5 separate regions of the Mus musculus genome follow, and regions 1, 3, 4 and 5 are each linked to region 2. Evidence: chromatin contacts called from public promoter capture Hi-C data. All regions are on one chromosome and are shown on one strand. Each heading gives the region's core, a stretch centred on a gene start, on an enhancer-like site or on the middle of the called end of the contact. The rest is flanking DNA. Distances are from core to core; before and after follow the strand shown.

The links. Promoter capture Hi-C pulls out the DNA fragments that hold promoters and counts their contacts.
Region 1: a contact with region 2 is called in a promoter capture Hi-C map of hippocampal neurons, with 8 times the contacts expected there. The contact joins the enhancer-like site here to the promoter of Tmem247 in region 2. A contact is called at or near these places in 16 of 39 promoter capture datasets (the 3T3-L1 cell line, 3T3-L1-derived adipocytes, the C10 cell line and 11 more), 3 of 15 datasets of contacts at CTCF or cohesin (the NIH/3T3 cell line, embryonic stem cells and large pre-B cells), 16 of 484 Hi-C or Micro-C datasets (the AML12 cell line, CD4 T cells, CD4 single positive thymocytes and 12 more), 9 of 115 datasets of contacts at active chromatin or transcription factors (T-cell acute lymphoblastic leukemia, VIP interneurons, embryonic basal ganglia and 6 more) and 4 of 9 other capture datasets (adipose tissue, embryonic stem cells, liver and 1 more).
Region 3: a contact with region 2 is called in a promoter capture Hi-C map of stem cell-derived epiblast-like cells, with 2.4 times the contacts expected there. The contact joins the enhancer-like site here to the promoter of Tmem247 in region 2. A contact is called at or near these places in 2 of 39 promoter capture datasets (liver and stem cell-derived epiblast-like cells), 1 of 15 datasets of contacts at CTCF or cohesin (the NIH/3T3 cell line), 2 of 115 datasets of contacts at active chromatin or transcription factors (large pre-B cells and pancreatic cancer cells) and 1 of 9 other capture datasets (liver).
Region 4: a contact with region 2 is called in a promoter capture Hi-C map of embryonic stem cells, with 2.7 times the contacts expected there. The contact joins the enhancer-like site here to the promoter of Tmem247 in region 2. A contact is called at or near these places in 7 of 39 promoter capture datasets (the 3T3-L1 cell line, embryonic stem cells, hippocampal neurons and 3 more), 2 of 15 datasets of contacts at CTCF or cohesin (both in the NIH/3T3 cell line), 2 of 484 Hi-C or Micro-C datasets (cortical neurons and trophoblast stem cells), 1 of 115 datasets of contacts at active chromatin or transcription factors (pancreatic cancer cells) and 3 of 9 other capture datasets (adipose tissue, embryonic stem cells and liver).
Region 5: a promoter capture Hi-C map of the HPC-7 cell line shows a contact between it and region 2, with 3 times the contacts expected there. The contact joins the enhancer-like site here to the promoter of Tmem247 in region 2. A contact is called at or near these places in 7 of 39 promoter capture datasets (the 3T3-L1 cell line, the C10 cell line, the HPC-7 cell line and 4 more), 3 of 484 Hi-C or Micro-C datasets (embryonic fibroblasts, embryonic stem cells and ventricular fibroblasts) and 1 of 9 other capture datasets (liver).

What each region holds. Positions count from the first base shown.
Region 1 is chr17:86,513,183-86,517,989 of GRCm38.p6, reverse strand. All of the region lies in intron 10 of Prkce (protein kinase C, epsilon), which reads right to left. Among named protein-coding and RNA genes, the nearest start is that of Gm30284, 71 kb to the right of the region's middle. Within about 2 kb of position 2,854, at least 10 of the 459 cell types and tissues checked have an H3K27ac peak or open chromatin away from gene starts, as enhancers often do.
Region 2 is chr17:86,915,012-86,920,222 of GRCm38.p6, reverse strand. Tmem247 (transmembrane protein 247) reads right to left here and starts at 2,875. Exons shown (of 3, transcript NM_030104.1): 1 at 2,642-2,875; 2 at 1,637-1,972. The coding sequence starts at 2,758.
Region 3 is chr17:87,349,461-87,354,577 of GRCm38.p6, reverse strand. The region is part of intron 15 of Ttc7 (tetratricopeptide repeat domain 7); the gene reads right to left. Among named protein-coding and RNA genes, the nearest start is that of Gm52284, 45 kb to the right of the region's middle. Within about 2 kb of position 3,722, at least 158 of the 459 cell types and tissues checked have an H3K27ac peak or open chromatin away from gene starts, as enhancers often do. A contact at or near this core is called in the NIH/3T3 cell line, pancreatic cancer cells and stem cell-derived epiblast-like cells, where this site is marked.
Region 4 is chr17:87,177,884-87,182,701 of GRCm38.p6, reverse strand. No RefSeq gene overlaps it. Among named protein-coding and RNA genes, the nearest start is that of C330024C12Rik, 15 kb to the left of the region's middle. Within about 2 kb of position 3,446, at least 33 of the 459 cell types and tissues checked have an H3K27ac peak or open chromatin away from gene starts, as enhancers often do. A contact at or near this core is called in adipose tissue and embryonic stem cells, where this site is marked.
Region 5 is chr17:87,323,368-87,328,655 of GRCm38.p6, reverse strand. The region is part of intron 8 of Ttc7 (tetratricopeptide repeat domain 7); the gene reads right to left. Among named protein-coding and RNA genes, the nearest start is that of Gm52284, 19 kb to the right of the region's middle. Within about 2 kb of position 1,400, at least 99 of the 459 cell types and tissues checked have an H3K27ac peak or open chromatin away from gene starts, as enhancers often do. A contact at or near this core is called in the HPC-7 cell line and hippocampal neurons, where this site is marked.

The DNA.
Region 1 (4,807 bases), core at 1,605-4,104, 400 kb after region 2:
GCTCTGCCTGATAGCAGATATAGAATGGAGGAATTAGATCTTCAAACTAGCCAGGCAGTCTAACTGAAGTCAGGCTAGACTACACAGTACTAAAATATTCCAAGATGTCTGCTGTCTGTCTGTCACTCAACTACTCTTGTGTGTAATTAAACTGTACTTGATTGCTATTTACCATTCCCAGTTCCTGCCTCCAACTCCTTTCATGTCCACCTTCCCTCAGAAATACTTCTGGCTCTCCTATTCGATCAGCTAAAACCTTATATACCCCTCCAGGCCTAGTTCAGTTCAGTAGACTGATGGATCCCCAGACATCTATTGTGCTATGGACAAAGAATATGACCTTAGCAACACAAGGACCCAAAGCACAGATCTCACCTTCAAGGACCTTCCAGTCACAGAAAACACATCTGTACACTAGACGGGCATGTCAGGATTTTCTAAGATAGTCACTCGACCCAAACATTTTTCCCTTCCAAAATACACCCATAGGTATGAATCACAGATACGGCCCATCTGAGCGTGGGCTAAGGCTCAGATGCTAAGGAGATTCATCAGTAAGTCCAGCAAGAACAGACTATGTGCTAATCAATTATCCCCTGTGTGTCTAGGAAGAAGGCAGCTATGGAAGGAACTGGAAGCCAAGCTCTGCATGCAGCTGAGGCTCTCCTCCAGGTCTAAATAGTGTCCACTCTATTTCTAGAATAAATAACAGGAAAACCCTTGAAAGGACACAGCCAGAGGAGACTCCAAAGGAATAGGTAAGTCGATCCAGGGCTCTCACTAGGCCCCAGGGATGGGTAGGTTTGGGGTTTTGTTTATTTGTCTGTCTGGTTGATGGTTGGGCCTATAAACACTCAAGGGCAGCCCCACGTTGATTTAGCAAACTTGTGCTGAAGTGCCCGTGTGGGGATCTGGAACATCAGTGCCCTGATGATAACAGAAGCAAGACTATGACGAGATTCTACGTCCCTCGCACAAAGTGACACTCCAAACAGCTTCACACTATGGCACTCACTGATTCTCCCGAATTTGCCACCACTCTCTCCATTTGGGAGACAAAGAAACAGAAGTCTAGAGAAGTTTAAATAGCTTGGCCAACATGATGCAGTTAGCAGATGGAACCCACAATAGCTCTTTAGAGAGCTGCACTCTTCCCTCCATAGCAGACTGCAGCTCAGTGGGAGTTTGGATGCCCAAGAAAGTAGATAAATTGCATTCAGTGAACACTTCCTGATGTACTAAAGTCTAGAGACTGTGTAGGTACTTGACACGATGCTCAGCAGGATCTGAAGCCCAACTCGAGGAGAGCTGCAGCTTTCTGTTATGGCAACACATCTGAAAATCAATGCAAGCCACCATTTAAAATTCTAAATTAAGCCCGGAAGCTCAAGCAGAGCCTCTCAGCTGCTTTCCTGGTGGAGGTAGGTGAATCACAAGGACAAGGCTCACAGGAGCTATGCACCTAATTCAAAGGCCAACCTGGAAACCCAGACTCTGCTGTAACATACAGAGTGGACAAAGGGCTGGGCAAATAGCCACTCACTACACACTACAGTTGGTAGTGGTTTCTGTTGAGTTTTGCATGAGGCCCCTGGGTTTAACTTTTAATACAAACAACAAAAACAACTAAGTCACTTTTTTCTGACATTCCCCTATTGGTAGGGGAAATCTGCCTTATTATAAATAATGGTTTAAACCTGTAAGCTTGATGACATATAACTAGGATGTCAGAGGAAGTATCTGTGTGTGTGTGTGTGTGTGTGTGTGTGTGTGTGTGCTGCTGTGCATAGGTATGTGCTGGTAAGCATTGTGTGTGCTGGTGTGCGTGTGTGTGTGCTGTTGTGCATGTGTGTGTGCTGCTGTGCTTGTGTGTGTGCTGGTGTGCATGTGTGTGCTGCTGTGCATGTGTGTGTGCTGGTACGCATATGTGTGTGCACTGGCGTGTATTTGTGTATACTGGTATGCAAGTGTGTGCACTGCTGTGTATTCATGTGTGCTAGTGAGCATGTGTGTGTGCTAGTGTGCATTTGTATGTGCTGGTGTGCATGTGTGTGCACTGGTGTATATTTATGTGTGCTAGTATGCATGTGTGTGTGCTGGTGTGCATGTGTGTGTGCTGGTGTGCATGTGTATGTGCTGCTGTGCATCTGTGTGTGCTGGTATGCATATGTGTGTGCACTGGTGTGTATTTGTGTGTGCTGGTATGCATGTGTGTATGATGGTATGCATGTGTGTATGCTGGTGTGTATTTGTATGTGCTGGTATGCATGTGTGTGTGCTGCTGTGCATGTGTGTGTGTTGCTGTGCATGTGTGTGTGCTGGTGGAAGCGTCACTACCCTTCCTTTCATCTCTCTAGGTATTTCAAATCTCTTCATGGAGGACCTTAGCGAGTACAGGGACTATTCAGAGACAAGACCTTCCAGTTCATTTTTGGAGCCTCTTTGGAAGCCAGTTCACTTGAAGTTCGCACGCCACTTGGGAGTGCACAGCAGCCTGAACTTTTGGCCCTGGAGATATCCTTCCCATTGGCGAGTAAACACGCGGCGGGGACAAACAGTTTCTATACAAGTCTTCATTGTACAGTGATAAGATCTGGAGAAACGGTTTCCCCCTAGTTTAGATGTCTTTATTCAAATATCACCCTCAGAAAATTCCCCACCCTACTGTGCCAAGATAGACATTGGCTCTCTTGTCCGGGAGCGTCAACATTTTGGCAATTGCTTCCATTTCCTTTAAAAAGAAATTCAAATGCTATGTGACCCTTTGGTTTTGTTTGCCCTCAAGCTTATAGCAACAGTATGCAGACTCATAGGAAAGATAAATAGAGAGGGGCCCTCCTTGCCTTTGCCATTCTCAGCTGTTCTCCCTCTCCATGCCCAGCTGAGGGGAGGCAGGCATCAGTGGCTCTTCTTTACCCGGGGCCTGAGTGCCCTCCCGCATCTGACTCTGAAGTGACTCTTTAAAAGGTCGTTCACCCAACCCTGCCTCCACTTCAGTCTTTAGCATTTATTTATTTTCACTTTATGTGTATGGATGTTTTGCCTGCATGTATACCTATATACCAAGTGCATCCAGTCACCACAGGTGCCAGAAGAGGGTGCCATGTTCCCCTTTACCAGTTTCAGACAGTTAGTGGTAATGTGGGGACTAGGAACTGAACTTAGGTCCTCTGCATGAGCCTCGGGAGATTTTAACTGCTGAACTAGCTCTAGACCCTCCTTCAACTTTCAAAAAAGTGTGTGTGTTTGTGTGTGTGTAGTGTATGTGTACACGGACGAGTGTATGGTATATGTGCTCATGTGTGAGTATACCAATGTGTGTGTGTGCACACATGTGTGTGGTATATGTGAGCATGTGTGAGTGTGCCTGTGTGTGCGTGCTCGCGCATGTGTGCCTACGTGGAAACCAGAGGATAATTTTGAGTATTACCCTCAGATTGTCATTTACCTGGAGACAGTCTTTCTCACTGGCCTGAAGCTCCCCAGTGTGGTAGGACTGGCTGGCCAATGAGCCTCAGCTTCTCGTCTCTGGGACTATGCCCAGCATTTTCATGTTGGCTCTGGGGATTGATCTCAGACCCCATGTTTGGGAGTTAGTTGCTTTACCAACTGACACGGGCCCTATTTTTGGTGGGGATGGGAGTGAGGGAGGCACGCATAAATATGGCTGTGCAGCCAGTGGCCACATCCCTTTTTGCTGCAAGGGCCACCATTGTTAAGATACTTCTGTGGCTCTCAGAGGCCTTCTTTGAGCTCCAAGAATATAGGTCTCACCTAGAGCAGTTTCTATAGACTGAATGGTGGCCCAAGAAGAAACATCCGCCACACAAAATCATGCTCCCAGAAGATTCAGGAGTTGTGGCTATCTCTTTCTAAAGTGTGATTGCTGGTTCAATAACGACTGGGGTGTTTTTCTACCTCTTTTGAAAATAAACGGCAAGTGAGTAAAACAACCCTAGCTCTAGAGTTACAACCCAGGATCAGGAGCACTAGCCCAGGGGATATCCGACCCTTCCTGAGTAGTTTATGTAACAATGCCTCTGTAAACCAAAGTACATTAGCTGCTAATCCTTTGCTGCCCTGTCCCTGGGTAAAACCACCTCCCAGCTTTTCTCACACAGGTTTATGAGTGATGTAAGGAGAGAGAGAGACTCAGGGCTGCTGGCACAGGAGCCTGGACTCCTTATCTTCAAGCCCTGGCTGCCTTCCTGGCTCGGAAAGCCAGGAGTATTTTCCATTAAGAAAGGGTGCCCCCCCTTTTCCTTCCCTCTCTCACTCTCAGCTGAGGGGTCCCAGCAAGTACAGAAGGGCTGAGAGGTCTCCTGCAGACCTCGGAGGAGGTTTCTTTCTGGGAGAGGGTCCGTGGCTTGGTGGGAACCTTGCTTGTGCCCACTGAAAGGGTGATGCCCATCAAGGGGCAGGGGAAAGGCTTAGTCTGCTAGCGGAAGCTTTGAACCCAATGCCTGGACAGCAGCTGTAGAGACCAAGACTTGGGTCTTGGCAGGCCTGGAGACACTGAATGGGGGCAGCTCTGCCATCGAGGCCAGGCTTCCCTGGGGTGAGGCAGCCAGACTTCCCTTGGCTTTGCAGAACCTTCTCCGTCTGCCATTGAGACTGTCCGAACACTGCCCTGGCCTCTGTCTTTTCTTCTCGACAGCAGCACAAACTCTCCTCCAAGTTTGTTGCCATTCCTTCTGCCAGGGAAACCCTAAAGCATCCACATGGCCTCCTGTAGGAGGTTTTCCTTGACCGCACTGGCCCAAAGGAAATTCCATCCGTGTGTCTTAAACAGGCCATCGGGTGCCTT
Region 2 (5,211 bases), core at 1,626-4,125:
TGAAAGAATAATTAGTAAGCCATCATGTGTTCACGGAGGACAAGTCCTGTCAGACCAACCTATCTTCTCTTTGAAGAATTGACCAATCAATAAGACAAATGATTCAGGTAGTGCAGTTCCTTATTCTTGGAAGCCTCCCGACACAGGGCTCAGGACAGGTTTCTTGGGCATGCTGCAGAACTGTGAGCAGGAGAGAATGTATCGGTGCGGCACTGATGGGTGGAGCCGCTGATAACCTGCAGTGAGATCTGCAATGGGATTTAACTTTAGGTCACACCCTTCTCAACAGTTACAGCCGTAGCTGAGATCATGACAACCTTCTCAGAATCCAGGCTGACTCAGAGCTGGGAAGTGGGGCTGATGCATCATATCCCAAGGAGACCGAGAAGTGATGAATGGAAGTCGTTGCACTCGGGTCAAGCAGTGAACTGCGTGAGTTCATAAAAATGGTAATAGCTAGCGATTACTGAGCGCTTATCTCATGTGCTGGTCCACTGAAGAGCAGCGTCCACGCACTCCCTCTCTCATCCTTTACAGTGACCCATGAGACAGGTTCTACTTTAGTGATGAGCAGACCAAAGCTCGAGGGGGAGTAGCAATGTGTTCAAGGTTAAGTGGTTTAAAAACAAAATCTTAGCGCCTGAGTTTTTTTACCCAGAACCTATGACTTCAGAGACCAGGAGGCACTTCTTTTAAGTGGTGACATCTTTCATCACAGGGTGTTTAGAATAGTCTGGCCACAGTGTTAAGTACCCCAGGTGGCATTCCATCCAATTTTTCTTTTAAAACAAGGTCTCACATAGCCCAGTCTTGCCTCAAACTTACCATGTCACCTTGAACTGATTATTCTGCCTCTACTTATGTTTAGTTGATGCTGGAGACCAAACCCAGGGCTTCATGCATACTACTCAAGTACTCTGCAGACTGAGCTAGACCCCATCCCTCAGATGAGCACTCTTGTCTCCATGTAGCATGGTAGGGGCTGAGCATCTATTTCTTGTAAAGAGAATGTTGCTTTGGTTGGTTCTAATAAGTAAGGTCATGTGTCCAACAGAGAAAACGGATAAAAAAAGGATAGGTTTCTGTTATCATTCAATAGTCAGGCGACAGGAACGACTGGCACATCTTAGAAATAAAAGTACTGGAAAGGGGAGGGAGAGATGGCTCCAAGGTTACGAGGGTTGGCTGATCTTCCAGAGGTCAGTTCAGTTCCCAGCAACCACATGATGGCTCACAACCACCTACAATCTGGTGCCCTCTCCTGGCATGCAAGTGTACATGCAGGCAGAACACAGATTTATATATAATAAATCTTAAAATAACTTTTTAAAAACAGTGGCGGAAAGCCTGTCATAGTATGAGTATTGGACACGAAGAGACCATCAAAAGGGATTCTGGGTAGAGGATGTGGTTTCAGGATATCTTCTACTCTCAACTCTCTTTAGAGGCTTGAATCTAACATAGCAGGGAAGCTAATCACAGGGGCAGTGGTCTCAGGCCATCCTGCAAACCGATCCAGGCACCAGTGGGTAGAGGCAGCTACATGATGCTCACCACCTCTCAGCCAGACCTGGGACCAGCAGACAAGATGCATAGCCAAGCCAGTACAGCCACAGCCCAGAGCCCACTCTGCTACCTGGTGAGGCAAAGCCTGCTGCTGCTGCTGCTGCTGTTGCAGCTGCTCCATCACTTCCTCATGCTGCCTCTGCCGCTCGTTCTCCTGGTGCAGGTACTTGAGGAGCGTCAGTTCAAACTCCATGCGCACCTTCTCCAGCTCCATCGCGTTGCGGTGTTCTGTCTCCAGGGGCAGGGGCAGCTCTACGGACTCCAGTCCAGGTCCATCGCCAGCCTGACCCTTGGCGTTTGGGCCGGACTTTGGAGGCAATGACCTAGGGGGCCCCGGACAATCTCTGTCCTCACAGATCCCGTTCTCTTCCAGGGTAGGCAGTTCTAGTTTGGGGACTTCTGCATCCTGGGATGGAGAAGAAGTGGGGTGATAATGGGGGAGTCAGTGTGGGGCTCCCTACAACCACACCCTCTGCTCCGAGCTTCAGGAGCCTGGGGTGTGTTGCAAAGACTACCTAGACGGGGTGTTTGCTAGAAGTGTATATAACAGGGGAAGGTGAACTCCCATGAAGGGCGAGTGCCCAAAAGTTGTGAGGCATTGGTGGATCAGGAAGGTGTCTGCTCAGGTCTACTCTTTATCACCCTGGAGGTCATTTTCCCATCCCCCACCCTTCACCTAACTGTCAGACAACAGATCTTTCAGGAGCTCCAGAGTGAGGAAGAAGCCCAGGTGTTGAAAGAACCAAGCAACACATATATATGTATATGTTTGTTTGTGTGTGTGTGTGTGTGTGTGTGTGTGTGTGTGTGTGTGTGTGTGTGTGTGTCCTGTCCACAGAGGGAAGTAAGGGCCTCAAATGAGAGACAGAGACAAAGTTTCACTCAACCTTACAATCCTGTAAAGTTTTTCTGGTTCCCGGTGTCAGCTGGGAACCAGTTATAGGGATATAGGGGACACTGTTCTTCTTGTCAACTGAATCTTCTAGCACATGTGAGCAGACTCTAAGGCTTAGAGCCCCTTACCCCTGACCCCCAGTGGGATGGATGGGGCAAATCAAGAGAGGGGTCCTCTTACCAAAGAGGCCTTTGGCTTGCCTTCAGGCATGCTGTCAACAGGGGCCACCTTGGAGAGTGTGGGGCAGCTTTCTCCTGCCCCTCGGGCTTCCATCACCTCCCTGTCCTCCATCGCCATCCAGATAACCACCGTGCTGCGGACCAGGGCCACAGGACATCTTTTAAGACAATACCATTTGGCTTCACCAGGTTCTGACCACCATCACAATCCCTATCCTCATAATGGCCACATTCCAGTTGCCAGGGCACTTTTGGGAGAGGCTGTGACACCTTTGAGGAGTCTTGGTGAGGACAGAAGGTGGAGGGGCAGCAACATAGTTCAGCGGTGTGGACACCTGCGGCAAGTCTGAGAACCCGAATTTAATCCCCGAGGCTTACACGGTAGAAAAAGAGAACTGATTGCCCACACGCACGCTGTGGTGTGTGTGTGTACAGCACACACCTCCAAATAAATATATGTAATAAAAAAATTACCCCCAGTGAAGGCTGGGCTCTTACCCACAGGGCTTCGTGAATACCAGAGCGCCTCCTAATGGTGCCGGAATCCAACTGTGGAAACCCATTCTCCTGGGCTCTCCTTTAAATAGAGTGAGTTTATGTTGGGGTGAGTTTGTTTCCTCTCCCGACCTTAAAGTCTTACCCCAATGCCTCAGAATGTAGCTGTATTTGAAGGTGGGATCTTGATGGAAATGACCGCCTTGAAATGATGTCACGACAACAGTCTGAATCCAATGTGACGAGTGTCTTTAGCAGAGGGCAGCAATGAGCCAGAGGGAAGACGGTGCCGACACAGCGCGACAAACCTTGGGCTGGTTCCCCTGGGGAAACAGAGTGACAGGTGACAGGAAAGAAACGTGGGAATCAGCTCGAGAGGTTATAGAGGTGAAAAAGCCCACAGTCTCATTCTCCGTTCTATCTTGGTTTACTGAAGATCTCGGTGGACGAGGCCCACTCACACTGGGTGGGAGTCTGCTTTTCTTACTCCGTTTCCTGCAAGGTTAATGTCTTCTAAAAACACCTTCAGAAATAGACCTATAAATTACGGCCATTCAGCCGACGAAGCACCCTAGGGTTGGCCCAAGTCATGTTGAGCGCACAGCGAATGACTACAGGCTGGATCAGAGCCTCTGTCTCCGCGTTGTAAAAGACTGCTGCTGCTTTCATCCTAATGCCTAGCCTTCCGAACACCGACTGTCAGCATCAGCTGGTTGAGCCACCCGATCCAAGAAATCCTCTCCCTGGGGAAGGAGTATGACCTGACCTGCAAATCCCAGGAAGAGTGTGTAGTGGAGGAGAGGATGCCGGGAGACCGGAAGTAGACTTTGTCTTCTTTGGGTTTATAAAAACACACTTAACAAAACCCTTTCAATAGATGGAGTCAGGGTCACAGTGTGGAAGGAGAGCATGCTACATTTGAGTCCGGACTCGGTTGTTATTATCAGCTGTGTGACCAAGAGAATTGTTCTATGAATCTGATGTTTCGTGCCTTCACTTATGGATGGGAAAAGTGAGAAAGACAACTCACTACAGTGCAGTACTAACAAAGGAAATGATGTATTCCATACAGGACTAAGGAATGATTGCCACCACAATTAGTGTAATAATGGTGGTGGTGGTGATGGTGATGATGGTGGTGGTGGTGATGATGATGATGAAGATGATGGTGCTGGGACTTTGCTATGGCGTGAAATAGAATTCAAATCTACCCTTTTGGAGCTGGAGAGGTTGCCCTGTTAAGACTGCTCTCACAGTTTGCTGCTTATGCAGAGGACCTGAACTTAGTTCCCAGCACTCTTGCCGGGCAGCCCATACCTTCCTGAAACTCCAGTTCCAGAGGATCTGCTGCCCTCTTCTGGCCTGCGTGGACACCAACAAACCTGCAGACACATGGTGCATAAGTTAAAATCTGTAAACAACTTCCTTTCTGTGTATGTGTACGTGTAAAGTATGATGTGTGTGTTTACATGCATGTGTGTGGGTGTCTTTCTACATCACTCTGCACCTGATCTATGGAGGCAAGGTCCCTTACTGAGCCAGGAGTTGGTTGGTTTGGATAGTCGGCTACCCAGATTGCCACAGGGACCCCCTGTTTCTGCACCCAGGCTATGACTCTCGGGGAGGTGGCGGGGGGTGGTGGGGAATGCCCGCTGGATAACCATCCATTTCCATCCCTGCATGTCTGTTCTTGCTCAAGAAGGTGGCCATCCGTGGAGTTGCATTAGTTAACCACTAATTCATTAATGACGCTGAGAGCGTCATTTCTTCTCTCTGGATGCATCTGTCACCGCCCGTGTTTTATGAATTGCCCCAAAGTTGGAGAAGTGAGTCCCATACGCTGGGGAATTTTTTTTTTTTTTGAGAGTCATAGCACTATGGGAATCACCTCTTCCTCTTCCATTGAGCTCAGAAGAAGGAGGGGGGCCCTCTTAGTAAAGCCACACGTGAAAAGAATCAACATCACGCAGGGACCCTTGGTCACTTGTGATTTGCCTCATTTCAAGGGTGGTGGCTGGGTGGCCTTAGAGAGGTGCCCAGCCCTGTTCCTGTTTCATCTGTGGTGTGAGACCCGAA
Region 3 (5,117 bases), core at 2,473-4,972, 430 kb before region 2:
TTTCTAGGCCAGTTACCTCTGAAGGTTCTGGGAAGTGCCTGAGCTTGCTGGCCTGCCCGGTCGTCTGCAGCCCGTGTGACAAGTGAGGAAGCACCCTCTTTGGTTGTGATGACCCTTTTGCAAGTGTCCAGCAGGAAGCTAGAGTGCAGACAGAAGTCTGGCCTCTCATGGAACAAGATGAGGGGATCACCCTGGCCCTGGCTCACTTCCTGTCAAGTGAGAGGTGGGGTACTTCATTCTTTTTCAGAGCCCCAGCCTGTCCAAATGTGCCTGCGCAGATGCAAAGCAGAGATGGCCATGGAACAACATGGCTGTCCAGTTGCTGCAAAACTGTTCTCTGTTATTCTCAGACCCGTCTTCCTGCAAGGCTCAGACTTGCCTTGGCTGGTTAGGCCTTATCTTCCAGTGGCTTTCCTTACTCCACAGACAAGCCTGAGCCAAACCACAGAAGAACATAGCCAAAGTGGAAGGATCCCTCAGAGCCTCTGGATGTCCCCAGGGGCCAGAGCAATTTCAAGGAAGCAAGCCTTCAGGGAAGCTCCCAGAACATTCCATTATTCCTGGCCCCACTAGTCCCCACTGTGCTCTTGAGGTCCCGGGAGGCTTTTCTTGTTCTCTCTGGCTCCTTGAAGGGTGGCGGCAGGTGTGGCGAGTGTGCAGAAGGGGACATTATCTCTCTAAAGGACAGTAATTAGTAATTCTAGCTGATGGCCTGCTGCGCCATTTTAATGAAGAGTTCTATTTTTATAGAAAACATATAATTGAGTGAAAAAGCAAGGTGTACTCTGAGTGAGGGCCGCACTGCTATAAGGTTTAACTTCTCAGGTCGGAGCCTGAGCCCAGTGAAATCCCTGGCTTCCCCAGCTTGGCCTCAGAGAGCTGAGCTGACTCTGATGACAATGGCGTCCCTGGTTGGAGCCATGGAGCCTGGGGTAAGACACAAACTAAGAGCCCCATCCACGCCCTGATCTGTAAAACTCGAATGGCAACAGTTTCCATGACTCCTGGGGCCGCTGGGAGAACAAGGTCAATGCAGAAATGCAATGCCCCAGGGGTCCAGGCAGGCCACAGTGCCCAGCTACCAGTTCTAGTCCCCGTGCTGTCCCTTACCAGATATTTAACCTCACTTGATAGGTCACCTCACTTTGCCATTAACTTCTTCATATCAGAGTTAAATTATGGTAGGTGTGGTAGTGAGGGTGTGGTAATGCAAGCTTATGCTCCAAGCACTCAGGAGGTAAAGACAGGAGGATCAGTGGTTCGAGGCCAGCCTAGGTTACATGAGATCTTGTTCTATTAAAAACAACACAAATAAAGTCAAATCAGAACAATTAAGCAGGACCAGGACCATGAGATGCCCAAATCCTCCAGGTTTCCTCCCCTTCTCTTCCTTCTGCCCCAGGAGTCCCTTCCTGCCAATCTGAGTGTCTCCTGGGGTGTACAAGTGTCCAGTTTCACACCCATCCTCCACCCCCCTCCCCCACACTAGGGCAGCAAGCAGAGTAGAGGATGCAGCCTCTGCCACAGAGAGACCTTCAGACTTCAATAATACAAGGGGCAAAGGTCAGCATCCAGTCTCCAGGGCAGAGGTTTAGGTCTGAAGTGGGAAAGCTCCAAGAACAGAGGTGTCTCTGGGGACCAGTGAACTTGGATGCCAGAGGGATCAGGAGGGTAGCCGGGGGTGGGGTGGAGGAAGCTGAAAAGCAGGGATAAAATCTGGAGCAGCAACAGGGGTCCCCGCTTCATGACAGAGTAACAGGATGTGCACGGACAGACACAGAGAGGAGCTGTCCTCCCTCGGGGACACCCACAGCACCAGCCAGTCCCCTAGGTGCCCGTGCAGCCGGTGATTACCACCAGGCTTCTGCAAGGAGGCCCAGCCTCATCTTGGATGCCAGGGCCATGCTAAGTGATGCAGGGCTCCCTAGATCCTCCACATCCCACTGCTCTGGGAAAGCCAGGAGGGGGAGGGGCGGGTAACTCAGGCACCTGCTCCTGGAGGGTGTGATTTTTATAGGGACTCTCACAGGCATGGCCTCCCTGAGAAGGGAGGGGCCGTCCCTAGTTTTATGACTTTCCCTCAGACTAATCTCTAACACTCGAGGGATCCTTTTTTAGCAGTTCTTAACCTTAAAGCTAATGATTTTCCCCCGTGGTGTGGAGGATTACTGTGGCCCCTGTTCCCTAATGTCGAAGGCTCATAATGATCCCTCCATCTCTTAATAAATTTAACTCAATCCGACTTTGAAGCTTTAAAAAGCAACAGCCCAAAAGTCCCAGCTTCCTGGAGCAGTAACTCACGGCCTTCAAAGGCCCCGCATGCTCCACCCGGCGAGGAGCCCCAGCCTACAGATCTGGTTCATGGTGCCCTGAACAAACTATTCCATCTGTGTGCAGCACCGACTGTCAGCTGACCCCACCCCACCAGCCTCCCAACATCCTCCTACCACAGGTCACTTAACAACCTCCCTAATAACCTCTCAGACTTGAACAGGACTCACACTACAAAAGGCCTTGCCATTTCAGGTAGGCTGAGAAGCTCTCAGTTAGGACAAAGGGGAGGTTCTGGCCTGGTAGATAGAGCCTCAGTCTCTGCATCTTTGGTTTCCAGCCAGCTTGCTAACCCTAATGGCTTCCCACTGAAGAGGCAGGCGCTTGCGGGGCAGAGCAGTTAATGCACGCACAGGGCTCTGCCCCGGTCCTAAGTCACTACAGTCACCACGGAGGTGCTCACGGGAGAGCCAAGGAGGAGAAACGCTGACCGCCAACCGCCGCTCAGCCAAGGAGTAGCTGACCTTTGAGAAGGATCTGACGGTGCCCGGTGCCCGTGATTATGCCTGGCTTAGCAGTTCCTCGGCCACATGGCCAGAGAGTCCTGGCTGCTGTCCCCGCGCACTGTGGCAGCCAAGCGTGTTTAGTGAACCCAGCAGAGTGATAAACTATGTTAGTGTTAATACCTCTGATCCCCACCCCCTCTTCAAGTGTTGGTATTTTAAGCATCCTTTTGATGTGCTACAAGCCCTTAATAAGAACAATCCAATAAACACACTGGGTTTAAGGCAGAAATGTTAGCACAAGTCCCAGGACTCTGATCCCTTCTGCTTGGTGGACTACCCCTCCAGAAATATGTCACATGCAACCTGATAAGTAGGTGTGTTGAGGTGGGGGTGGGGTGGGTAGGTGGCTCGGAGAAATGCCCTGGAGGCTCAGTTTCAGCCTTGACTGGATCTAGCTACAGTCTGGCTCCAGCTAATACCTAGTTAGATCACCTCAAACATTTTCCAAAACAGCCCTGGTTTCCTGGGGCCGATGGATGCAGCAGTTCGTTTGTTTATCTGGGGCGAGCAGTGGCTTGTGGAGAGGGCCATATTGTTCCTCCACTGGCAAGTTCCTCTGTGGCTTTGACACATGGCTCCCTCAGGACTTCCCCAGTCTCCTAGGACTAGGGGCTGGGCCAGCAGGGGCTCTCAGGAATGTCTATTGTGTCAGATAAGGGGTGGGTAGATGGCCCTGCCCACTGTGGAGGTAGGAAGAAAACACATTTACTCCCGTGTCACTTGTGGGCCCTGGGTCCTCAGAGTCAGTCTGGCGGGCTGCAGGGCTGGGCGGGGGAATGGCTGACAGCTTGGTTATTGGAAAGCTCCCATCCTTGGCCTAGGGACTTTGTTTGGTTTCTATGGTGACCTTCACTACAAGGGCCTGACTAAAGCTGAAGGAATGTGTTACCTAAAACCATCTCCCTACAGTGCTCATGGTGGTCCATCCCTCCCCACCCCAGATTCCTCTCCCTCCTGGTCAGGCTTCTCAGCTGCTTCAAAGATGGGAAGGACCAGCAGAGACAACTCTGGGCCTGCTGAAATTCTCCCATTCCCCACAGGAAGCCTGTGGGCCGCCTGGCCGTGGGCCTCCTGGTACATGTGTCCAGGGCTTAGTGGAAAGCCCAGAGGGTTTCAGGAAGCTGCTAGGGATATCTGGTTCCCATCACACCAGGTTCATACTGTCCCCGTGGAGGAGTCAGTCTGCCTCCTCACGTTTCTGCATTTTTAAACCTGAGCCGGGCTAACCGAAGGCCGTCCCTCAGCACGGGCCGGGCATCAAGACCCCTGCACTTGGCTTCCTAATCCCCAAGTAAGAAGGGTCTTCAGAAGCTGGACTCACCAGAGGCCGGGTTCTACCTTGCGTGCCCGTGTGGGGACAGTGACTGCTCCCCTGTGTCACTCACAGCCCAGCCTCATCCGGATCCCCTTCCTTCAAGCTCCTGGCTCACTCACTAAACATTGTCAGTGCCAGGTGTCGACGGAACTTTGTGGCCTCCCCTCCACACCGGGACCTCAGACACAGAAGTCCACCAACCAGGGACCTTCAGTCCGTGTCTCAGCACACTTGAGAAGCAGAAGAGTCAGGGCAGGTTGTTAAATTTATTTTATTTAAAGAGGAACACATTGCTGCCGGTGGCACCTAAGTGATAAACGTGACTCAGGGCAGTGACCTGACTTGGCTCTCCTACTAGGATAAACTTAGAAGATGGGAGTCTGCTTAGCGGTCAGCATCCTCCTTTGTCTAGGCCTCTCCCAAACAGTAGCAGGCAAAGCAACCATCCCTACACTGACCTGCTGGCTTCTGTCCTCCATGTGCGACAGTCCTTGGGTCCACTGAACTGACTGATGACTCTGCAGGAAAGGGGGCGCCTCTAGAAGGCCTGGCCACCAGGATAGCCGCTGCAAGGTGGCTTGGTGGGAGACAAGCCATGTCACAGGCCTGAGAATACACTTTGCTGGGGCTGATGAGGCCAGGCCGTGGCAGGTTGGTCTGTTGTTTTGCTGAGCAATATTTACTGGACTGGTGGTTTAATTAGTTGCTAGCAACAGCTGGAGTCCCATACGGCCTGCTCTTAGCACGGGGCCAGCTGGGGAAGCGGGACACGCAGCCGAAAAGCAGTGACATTTTTCAGTGATCCCTGACCTGTAATGGATTCAATGACATTTCCTGATAATCCATGGGTTTCTGTACCCCAGGGTTTCATCTGTGGGGAACAGTTTTAATTTATTGGCAAAGGGAATTCCTATCTGTTAGTTTTGTAGCCTTTTAGGGCCAGTTCAGATCAAAGCAGAGCTGAT
Region 4 (4,818 bases), core at 2,197-4,696, 260 kb before region 2:
GACATAGAAATGACCAATGGTTACAGTCAAATGTGACACAAACTCCACAGGAGCGGCATAGACCAGGATTTCATAGGCGGGTTAGTGTGAGACACTCTTAGAATGTGGTGGCCAATGATGATGACATCTGAGGGGCGTTGGGTGTGTCTGTCTCTCAGTATGTCTGTGTCTGTCTGTGCCTGTCTGTATACGTGTGTGTATGTGTATGTGTGTGTGTGTGTGTGTGTGTGTGTGTGTGTGTCTGTGTGTGTGTGTGTCTGTGTGTGTCTGTGTCTGTGTGTCTGTGTGTCTGTGTGTGTATTGGGGAGAGAATTTGGGAGTGCCTTCCCAGAAAACAGAACAGCTAAAGCAAGTACAGATAAGGTTTTCCAGAAACGACTCCCAGAGCAGGTTTTGGAAGCTGGGGATAGTCAGGAGCCCCTCCTACAGAGCACTTCTTGCAAGCCTTGTGTATTCATACATGTCTTGAATCTGCAGCTAGAATTGTTTCAGGTATCTGGTTTGTGCAGGAAACCCCGGGGGAGAAAGGCTTATTTCCTGTCCTATGAATGGGGGACAACTCCATCATATGACTACATCACAATTCACCTAAGCACCTTTCTGGGCCACTTTCATATAGTGGTTTTTTTTTCTGGGTTTTCCCCACTGCTTGTGAGATCCCAGGTCTTGACAGCCCTGCTTCCCAAGCCAACAGACTCCCCAGAATCACTTGGGGGAGCCCAAAGAAGGCCCAGGTTGTAGGGCCTGTAAGAACCTTCTCCCCAGCCCATCCAGGACGGGGTTAGACTCAGGAAGGAAAAGAGGGAAGTTAGCCTGTATTTTAGTCTGTTCTAAGTAACGTGCGGTCATGGTCTGGTTAAAAACTGTGCTCATGAGATAAGCACAGAAATTCTGAGCAAACACTTAGAAATTGTTACCACAATTTTCCGCTGTGCCCAACACGCGATCATTTTTCTTGAGATTCATTTTGATAACATTTCACAAAGCATTGATCCATAACTGAGGAGCTATTTTTAAAGTGATCCTTCACGGTCAAGAACTGGAGATGGACACCCCAGTAACCGCTCAGTGGTATCCTGTTGCACTACTGTGGAGTTTGAGAGACCTCAACCCCCTCTTTCTCTGTCTCCTTGGGACAGTGACTCCCCAGGAAGAGTTTCTGAAGAATCTGGAGGAATCCAGACGTCCCCAGGACGGAAGGCTGTGGGTGTTTTCCTGAAGGTGGCCTCTGCACCCCACCTTGTCATTCCTGCCTCAGCCTCCTTGCTGTGGCTGAGCCCCAGCTGTACTGAATCTGGTGCGAGCCGCTCTGAGGCGCATCACATCAGACGAAGACTTTTTTTTTGTTGTTGTTGTTAAACGCTTATACAGATGGGCTTGCTTTCCCCAGTGGCCTTGTGAGCTACGCTCTGTTTTTAATCTTCAATTTTAAGACAAGATGGCTTTTAAAAAACAGTCTGTAGGTGACAGATGCGTAAGATGGCTTCTAGAGCATCTACTCCAGGCTAGGATCTAAGTCAGCCTTTGGCATCACGGCCCTGCCTTCCAGGGGCTTAAAGTCTGGTTGAGTTGTTGAGAGGCTGAGTCCTTGGAGTTTGGGAGTCCTGACTATAAACCAGGAACTCAGAGCAGGGAAGAAGCCTTAGGGACCTTAGGAAGGCAGCCAATCGTGGGTCTGCTTTCACCTCCCTGGCTCCCCTCCCTGGTCCTTACTCTGTTCCTTCCTCCCTGGCACCCTGAGGGTGTCAGTGGCTTCATCCTCACAGACAGTTTTAGGGTACATATAAAGCCCCTGTCACCTTGTGCAATATAAAATATCCTATGATGGGGTGAGTGGCTGTCAGTGCCCTTGAGCCCAGCCTCTGGACCCCCTAATCATCCACTGAATGAGAAAATGAAATATGGCAGGGGTGGGGTGGGGTGGGGTGGGAAGGGGGAGCATCATGACTACTCCTAAAGTACAGAGAAGGATTTTATTGTAAATATAAGACAGAAAGAAAGCAGAGGGAAGACTCCAGGCTGAACATGGCTGGCAGACTAAACCAGACCATGGGAGGACACAGGGGGAGTGAACAAGAGAGGAGCCACTGGCCAAGAGGGGCAACCCAGGCCAGGAGACAAGACAATGAAGGGTAGGCAAAGGGGCAGAGTAACTGAGACTATACTGGGAAGGGCAGCCCAGCCCCTGGGCTGGAGAAGTTTAGGATAAGGGGCAGGGTATGCCAACCACACCCTGGAACAGGTATGGACTGAGGGATGCTGGGAGATCTGCCTGTTATCCACTTGGATATGTTAAATAGGCACCCCAGTCAGCCATTCATCCAGGTTTCTGAAGCCTGCAGCCTCTCAACTGCAAGCTGTCTCCTTTGCCTGGGCATTTCCTTTTGGAAGACTGTAGCGGTCCAATGGGAAATGCTTGGGGGAGGGGGCACATCTTTGCAGGGTCTAAGGAGATCTATCTAGCCTGGCTTCTTATTAACTCCAGGCCTTTTCAAGTCTTGCTTGGCCTTCAAAGCTGAGTTGAGTCAGACAACATACAGCTTTGCACCAGTGTAGACCCACCGCATAGTGATACCGTCTCGGAGAGCTGTGGCCACACCAGGAAACCCTGCCACAACCCTACCGTAACACTACCGCCGAGCTGCCTCATCCTAGTCCCAGCCCTAGATCGAGCTATTTCCGACTTCTCTTTAGCACTTGGGACCAGCAGACTTGGGGGTGGGGTGGGGTCTTGACTACCCAGGAGAAGGTTTGAGGAGAAAGTTCTTGTCATTCTTATTACACACTAGTTTGGGAAAGACAGACACTGAAAGACCAAAAGACCAGGTCAAGCCTACAGAGCTAGTTGGTGGGTTTTCCCGGAGTCCTGCCCAGCCTGCCCTGCCCATCCAAGCATATGCATCACTCTCACGTTACTTCTGATTTATTCTTTCACTAGTTAATTAATTAATTAATTAATTAATTAATTTTGAAATCTCACAAGTATGCCGTGTACATCAGTCCTATGGCCTTTACATTCTCTCTCTCTTTTTTCAAGTCCCCTCTTCTGGCAGCTCTTGGTCCTCCCAGCGCTGTCTTCCCACCCCCAGCCTCTCAAAGCCCCCACCCCCACAGTGAGCTAGGTAGAGAGAGTTGCAGCCAGGGCTGCTGGGGTAGACCCTATACCCTGCATATGTCCTTGGGAATCTCAAGATCAGGTGGGTGGGGCTGTGTTCCTGGCAGGACAAACAGTCCTGGTTCTAAAGGCCCCAGAGGCCAGGACAGAGTTTTAAATAGTCAGCAACAGGCCGACGGTGTTGTCAGCGTTGACTGAATCAGGTTTAATTGTTGGTTGGTGCTGAAATGATGAATGGGAGGAGGCTTTAAATAGGAACCCTAAGTGTTTCAGCCTCTCCCTGGGTGGGAACTCACTCCAAGTGCGTGTGTCTCCTATTCAAAGAGTCCCCTGGAGGCAGAGGCTGTGGGCGGCACCGGGCCCAGTTCCTCCTGCTTCCTAGGGGTGGGCTAGGAGTTCCTGGACAGAGATCCAAGAAGGGCCTGCTGGGGGCTGGAGAAGGAGAGCTTGCTGATTTAGTAATCCCTAGATCAACCCATCTAGCCATCTGTCATTTTTCTCACTGAGCCTGCCCCGTCACAGTCCCCACGGTGGCGCACCTGCTGCCTCCCGGCTTCACTCTGTACCCTGTTCATCTGAGGAGGTGTCTGCAGAGAAAGCAGGTTTACAACTGGAGTCCAAACTCAAATGTCTTGGCTCTGTTCCCAAGCTAGCTTCCCTAGGCTCTCAATGTCTTTGTTGGATAACCTGAGGAATGGCCCAGTGAAGCCCAGGAGAGGCGTGGAGATGGTCAGCTGAGCATCTGCGCTGTTGCTGTCAAAAGGAGCTCGGGCTGCAAAGGGTTCTCAAGCCCCTCCCCCACCTCACAGCCTGCTGGGGTTGTTGGGGATCAGGGGGAGAGGATCTAGAAGGAAAGACAGTTTCCAAGAACAGGCAGAGACCCCCCAAGCAGATGGCAGGTTCTGCATATTGCTTGCTAAAAGTCCCCTGCACTTGAGGCTGAGTCGAGGGCCACCTTCCCACAGATTCCTCGCTTCACTCCTAGCTGCGGTCCCTGCAGGTACTAGTGGTCTGTACACTCACGCCTTGGCTCTCTTTGAGAATGTGTGAATGTGTGCTGCCTCTCTGCCCTCGGTATCTCTTGAGTTTCACCACTGATGCTCATGTTAGGGGTTCGAATCTCTCTTCTCAGGTTGAGGGTTTGAAGCTGACCCTGGGTGCATGTGACTGTATGTGACTGTATAATGACAAAGGTTTTTCTTTTCCTTTTTTTTTTCTAATGTTGGGTGCCTTCAGAGATTGTTCTGGTTGAATCTGCTAAGATAAAAACAGACAGTAAATTGACAGGAGAAAAGGCACAGGTGTCAAAACTTTGTAATACATCAAACAGGCCAGGTGGAGGCTGCAGAGGGGGCTCTTCAGTTAAGAGGACTTGCTGTTCTTACAGAGAACTGAATTTAGATCCCAGCACTCAGAAGGTCACTCACACCATCTGTAACTTCAGGTCCAGAGGATCCAATGCTCTTTTCTGGAATGCCATACACAGCATGCAAATGGGCAAAATACCCACACACATAAAATACAAATAAATCATTTTTAAAATTTTTTTTATTTTAAAAAAAGTGGGGGGCAGGTGGCTAAAGTTTAAACGTCATGCTGGATTACAGAGAAGTCTCAACTAGGGGCTTGGGATTCTAGGGAACGGGGAGAAGAGAAGTGCTTCAGGGCGAGCAAAGATTCTAGAATAGAAGGTTACTTGAAGC
Region 5 (5,288 bases), core at 151-2,650, 410 kb before region 2:
CATCCGGCCCACCAGTCACTCTCACTGTTTGTCTCCGCATGGAGCCGCCCTCCCTCCTGTAGGCAAGGGGCTGAAGCTCCTTGGTGGTCTGTATTCCTCCTCCTCAAGAAACACAGATGGCCAGGGAGAGGATGGCCTGGGAGGAGGCACCAGGATTGGTAGGAAATCCTCAGAGAGATCACTGCTAGAGCCAGCCTGTTAAACTTAGCCAGGAACTGCAAACAGTTAAGGAAGGGAAAGTGCCAAGAAATCCTCTCCTTCCCGGTGAAACCCACCCACACAGCCACGTGGGAACACAACCTGTGCTTCGTCCTTGGCAATGTTCCTCCTCACTCCTCCACCTCCAGCAGCTTTTTAGCTCCAGGCACCCAGTGGGGACCGTGGGTGATGGGCTCCTCCAGGCAGCCGTGGGGAAGGGAGGAGGAGAGGAGGGGAAGAGGGGAGGAGGAAGGAGGGAGGAGGGAGGAGGGAGGAGGAGGGAGGAAGGAGGAGGGAGGAGGAGAAGAGGGGAGGAGGAGAAGAGGGGAGGAGGGAGGAGGGAGAAGGGAGGAGGGAGGAGGGGAAGAGGGGAGGAGGGAGGAGGGGAGGAGGGAGGAGGGGAAGAGGGGAGGAGGGAGGAGGGGAGGAGGGATGGGGATGAAGAACAGATCCAGGAGGGATGCATCTGCACATGCATGCTGGACTCTAGCTGGAGGAAGGGATAAGCCAGGTGTTCTGTAAGGGTGGCATCTCTGAGGCAGAGGGAGCCTCACTGGGCAACTTTCAAGGGCTGGGGAATCCACCGTGCACAGAAGCCATGTTTGGAGCATATTGCGGAGTACGCTGTCACCGCTGTCCTCGGAATGGCATTTAAACTCCCTTCTCTGTCTGCTCCTCCCTGCCTGATGTCTCTCCAGCCACAAAGCACTCACTACTGTTTCCTGTCTTCAAGGCAGGTCACCTTGGTCACCGTGCATCTGCCTCCCTGGGACTCATACACTAGGATTTTCGCAGCCCCAGCCGGCTCATCACTCTGTGTGACAGGGCATGCCATTTCTAGGTTGAGTTGCTAAACACAGAATTTTATAAATCCACCTCTGTGCAGCAAGCAATGTCCCAGGAAGACTACTCTGGGCTCGCATAGAAACTCCTTCTTTGTCTACTCTAGAACCTACCCTAAGAGGGCAGGCCTCTGGGTGGGTCTAGTATGTGCACTGGGGGTAGATTTCCAGAACTGGGTGTGATGGGGCAGATGAAACTGGGCAAGTCCTCCTGATGACCCGGCCCCTCGACAGGCTGACAGCAGTGACAGCATGCTCTTAGGGGGTCCTTAGAGCTTTTGTGCAGGAGGGGACATGGTTACCACAGAACAGCCTGAAGCAGAGGTCTGCCCGCCCAGCTGCTACCGGCGGCTTTAGGAACAGGATTACAAAACCCGGTATGCTGGGCTAGTGCTGGTTGCTGGGCAGTGCCTGTGTATGTAACCATGGTAACGGAGTTGGGTGGGGAACCTGGAGCAGAGAAAAGGGAAGTCTGGGTACTTGGCCCGAGAGCCACAAAGGAGCATGAATTCACATGTGGCTTGAGCCAGGGCAGGCCTCAGAGGCAGGGGGTGCCACCACTAGGCTTACAGTCCCTCCCCAGCTTCCCCATCCCTCCTCTTTGGGCTCACTGACCCTAGGTCACACAGGCTTCATAAGTAGCCTGTCCAGAGGTAGACCCAACCCGCTCTTTCTCTTTCCTGGCTACATACACAGCCTGAGTCCCGGTTTCATGGGGAAGACTTCAGATCCAGTGAAGACTTCCAGACCCAAGGCAGTGAGTAAGGTGAACATACCTGTTAGTGTAAATACACAGCTACTGTGTTGTCTTCCCTCCCACCATCCTCTGTGCTGTTCGCGGGGTAACAGTGACTACTCTCCCTGGGTTTTTCCTGCCCACCCTGTCTACTATACACTGCTGTATCTCCCACACCCAGCCTTTGGCTCCCGCTGTGGGATGCTCTGTCCTTATTAAGTCAAGCAATGGTCCTTAGGCAGGACCCCAGAGGTGTTCCTATTCCTTACCCCTCTGTCTCTCTGGTGGTTTTCCCAGGATAACCTCCCCCAGACTAGAGCTTTCAGGTTGCCAGGAGACCAGCCCCACACCCATCATCTATGGCTCTACAGTCCTCAGGACCCACCACTGCTCGTTGTTGCCCTGAGACAAATCCAGGGAAGCTCATTTCCTCAGGCAGGCACAACTCCAGTTGAGGTGTAAGCCTCTCAGACAGGGAGCTCTCATTCGCATCAATTCATCTGGCTCATGAACCCAGACAGCAGTGCGACAAACATAACCTTCCTAGAGGAGGCCCGAGGGCCTGAAGACGAACATTGAAATGCCACACCAGCCCCGGGTACTTTCCTGAACACTAAGTGGATGATTATCCTGGCAGTTCCCAATCTCTACTGCTTGTGGCTCAGCGGGCTCTGACCTTCACCTCTGCCCAGCCCTGTCCTCCTCTTAATCCTGGACCCACCCCAGCCGCTTTCCTGACTCTAGGTCCCTCTCAGAGAGTGTTTATAGCAGGCTTTACTGACTGTATTGGAGGCCTTGGGCTGGTTTTGCTGAAGAGGGAACCAAAGCAAAATGCAGGCAGGGTGTCCCCAATAAAGTACTGTCTCCTTGCAAAGACCGGTTCTGAAGCCAGATGCCCAAAGCCCCCTTGAGAGACATCAGGCAAGTGAGCCTCAGGACCTGCTGCTGCTGGCACCCCAACAATCACTCCCGGAAAGAAGCGTCTCCCCGCCCCGCGCCCCCCCTCCCAGGACACGTCCTGTTGTCCTGTTCTGCTCCTGCTGGTGTCCCCCATTGGCAGACATAATTACCACTAGCTTCTACGCTGCTGGTTCACAGAGCCAAGAGCTCTAGCGGGCTCTGTGACAGGTTTCATCTACCCAGCGACACAGTTCCTGTGGCAGATGTCACAGTCTTCCTGTCACGGGTACTGAACCACGGGCTCCGAGCCGGCAGCCTTCTTGCAGAGCAAGTCCTCCCTCGACCGCCTTTGAGCAAACCAGGAGCCAAAAGCTGGGACACCGTGTGTCATCTGCTCAGCCCCACATGGAACCTTGCCTGGGAAGCCCCTTTCTTTAAAACAACACACTAATGCACCCAATGTCCAACTAGATGAAAACCTACATGTATTCAAAAGTAACTAAGTCAGAATCAAGGTTCCCCTCCCTCCCCAGGACGAAAACACACTTTGATCAACCCAAAGAGGTAGCTCTGTTCATTTTCTTATCCACCTGGTTTGAATATACTTGGCCCAGGAAGTGGCACTATTAGAAGGTGTGGCCTTGTTGGAGTAGATGTGTCACTGTGGCCATGGGCTTTAAGACCCTCATCCTAACTGCCTGGATGAAGTCAGCCTTCCTCTAGCAGCCTCCTGATGAAGATGTAGAACTCTCATCTCCTCCTGCACCATGCTGCCTGGATGATAATGGATTGAACCTCTGACCCTGTAAGTCAGGTGTCTATTCACAGCAGTAAAACCCTAAGACACCACCCAGACTTCTTCCACGGAGGTTTTATTAACTCCATCTTACAGATGAGACACGGGTTCAGGGAGAGAAGACGCTTGCTTAGTTCTGAACGACACATACAGGATCTGCACAGCCGGGCACCTGATACTGGTACAACACAGAGCTGGTTTGATAAGGTGTAGGGTCCCTGTCCCCGGAGATGCCTCCACCCTCCACCCTTGTACCATCCAGTTCTGAGAGGCCACACCAGCAAAGCATTCTTCCCCAGCTCAACTAAGACAGTAGCAAGGATTCAGCTGGCTTTAACCCTCACTGCTCGAGGTGGGAGCACACTGGTGGGTGGGCGAATTAGATACGTGTGAGCACAGATAGTGGCTGGTGGGTAACTGGTGCCCTAAAGACACAGAACAGGGTCCAAAACACAAATCTTCAAACAGTCATATATCAAATCCCTTATGTTACTGGGAAAACACTGGTGATTTCTATTTATCTCTTTGAAGACATGTTCCCTCATCTTTTCACACAGAATGAAAGCCCTATGCCGGCATCAGACAAGCAATGTAGATCCTAGACAACCACTCTCTGAGTTCCCAACCATAAAAGTGGGGCTACAACACTAAAAACAAAACATAAATATCCTCTGCCGGATGGGGCTCTGGATGTACTGGGAGTGAGGAGCAGCGGGGACAGTGGCCGAGGCTGCATGGCAGGAGTGGCTTTTACCGCCGTCAGTCTGAGAGATGCCGCAAAGGCACAGCCAAGGCTGCCAGCTGCTGCTCTAGAGGTTTCTCCACGAGCCTGTTGACTATAGCCAAAACTAGTCAGCAGCAAGAAGGCGAGGAAAATCCCTCAGGCGCAGAGGCCACGCTGCAAGACCTGACACACCCCACAGTCCACTTTCTAGCCAATCAACAATCCAACTGCAGGAGTCTGCAGGATGGCTCAGTGGGTGAAGGGGGTGACTGAATCGCGTCCTTAGGATCCATGTACTGAGAGACCTGGCTTCTACAAGTTGTCCTCTGAGCTCTGAAATCACATACTGAGGTGTACAAGCTCACATACACAAGACTCAGACATAATAAACAAATTAATAAAAAAAGAATGTGGTAGGCATGGTGGTGCATGCTTTCGATCCCAGCATGCAGGAGGCACAGGCAGGTGGATCTCCCGTGAGTTCAAGGCCCACCTGGTCTACATAGTAAGTTCCAAGCCAGCCAAAGCTACATAGCAAGACCCTGTCTCAAAACAGAGCGAAATGAAAAGAACATCGGTGGAGGGAAGGGGAGTTTAAGGAAGGCCTGGTGGGTCTCTGAGAAACTGCTCTTTACTAAGATGTGAACGCCATGAGGGCAGGGGCTTGTCTCCATTTTGCTTATTGCTCCATCTCTGGCTGCTAGGACAGGGCCAGGCACAAAGCAGATAACCATAACTATTGCAAGACTGTAAATTCTATCCACACTTACCTGTGAGTTACCATCTTATGAAGAGGACACTGAGGCTCTCAGAGTCTGAAGGATTTGCCCTTGGCCCTCAGCTAACATGTGCAATGCTGGAGCCCGGATCCAGGGGTCGTGCCTCCAAATGCACACTCCTTCAGCTCCCTCTCTGTTCTCTTACGACATCACAGCACCCAGCTCATGGCTGCTCAGTGCAGACTGCTGACTCGTGATAACCAACCAGTTTTTGTAATCCCAGAAGAGGGATTCACACGCACTCAGTCCCTACCCACCTGGTGACAGATGCTACATCTCTCAGCATAGCCCAGCAGAGCTAGTGTGGCTAAAT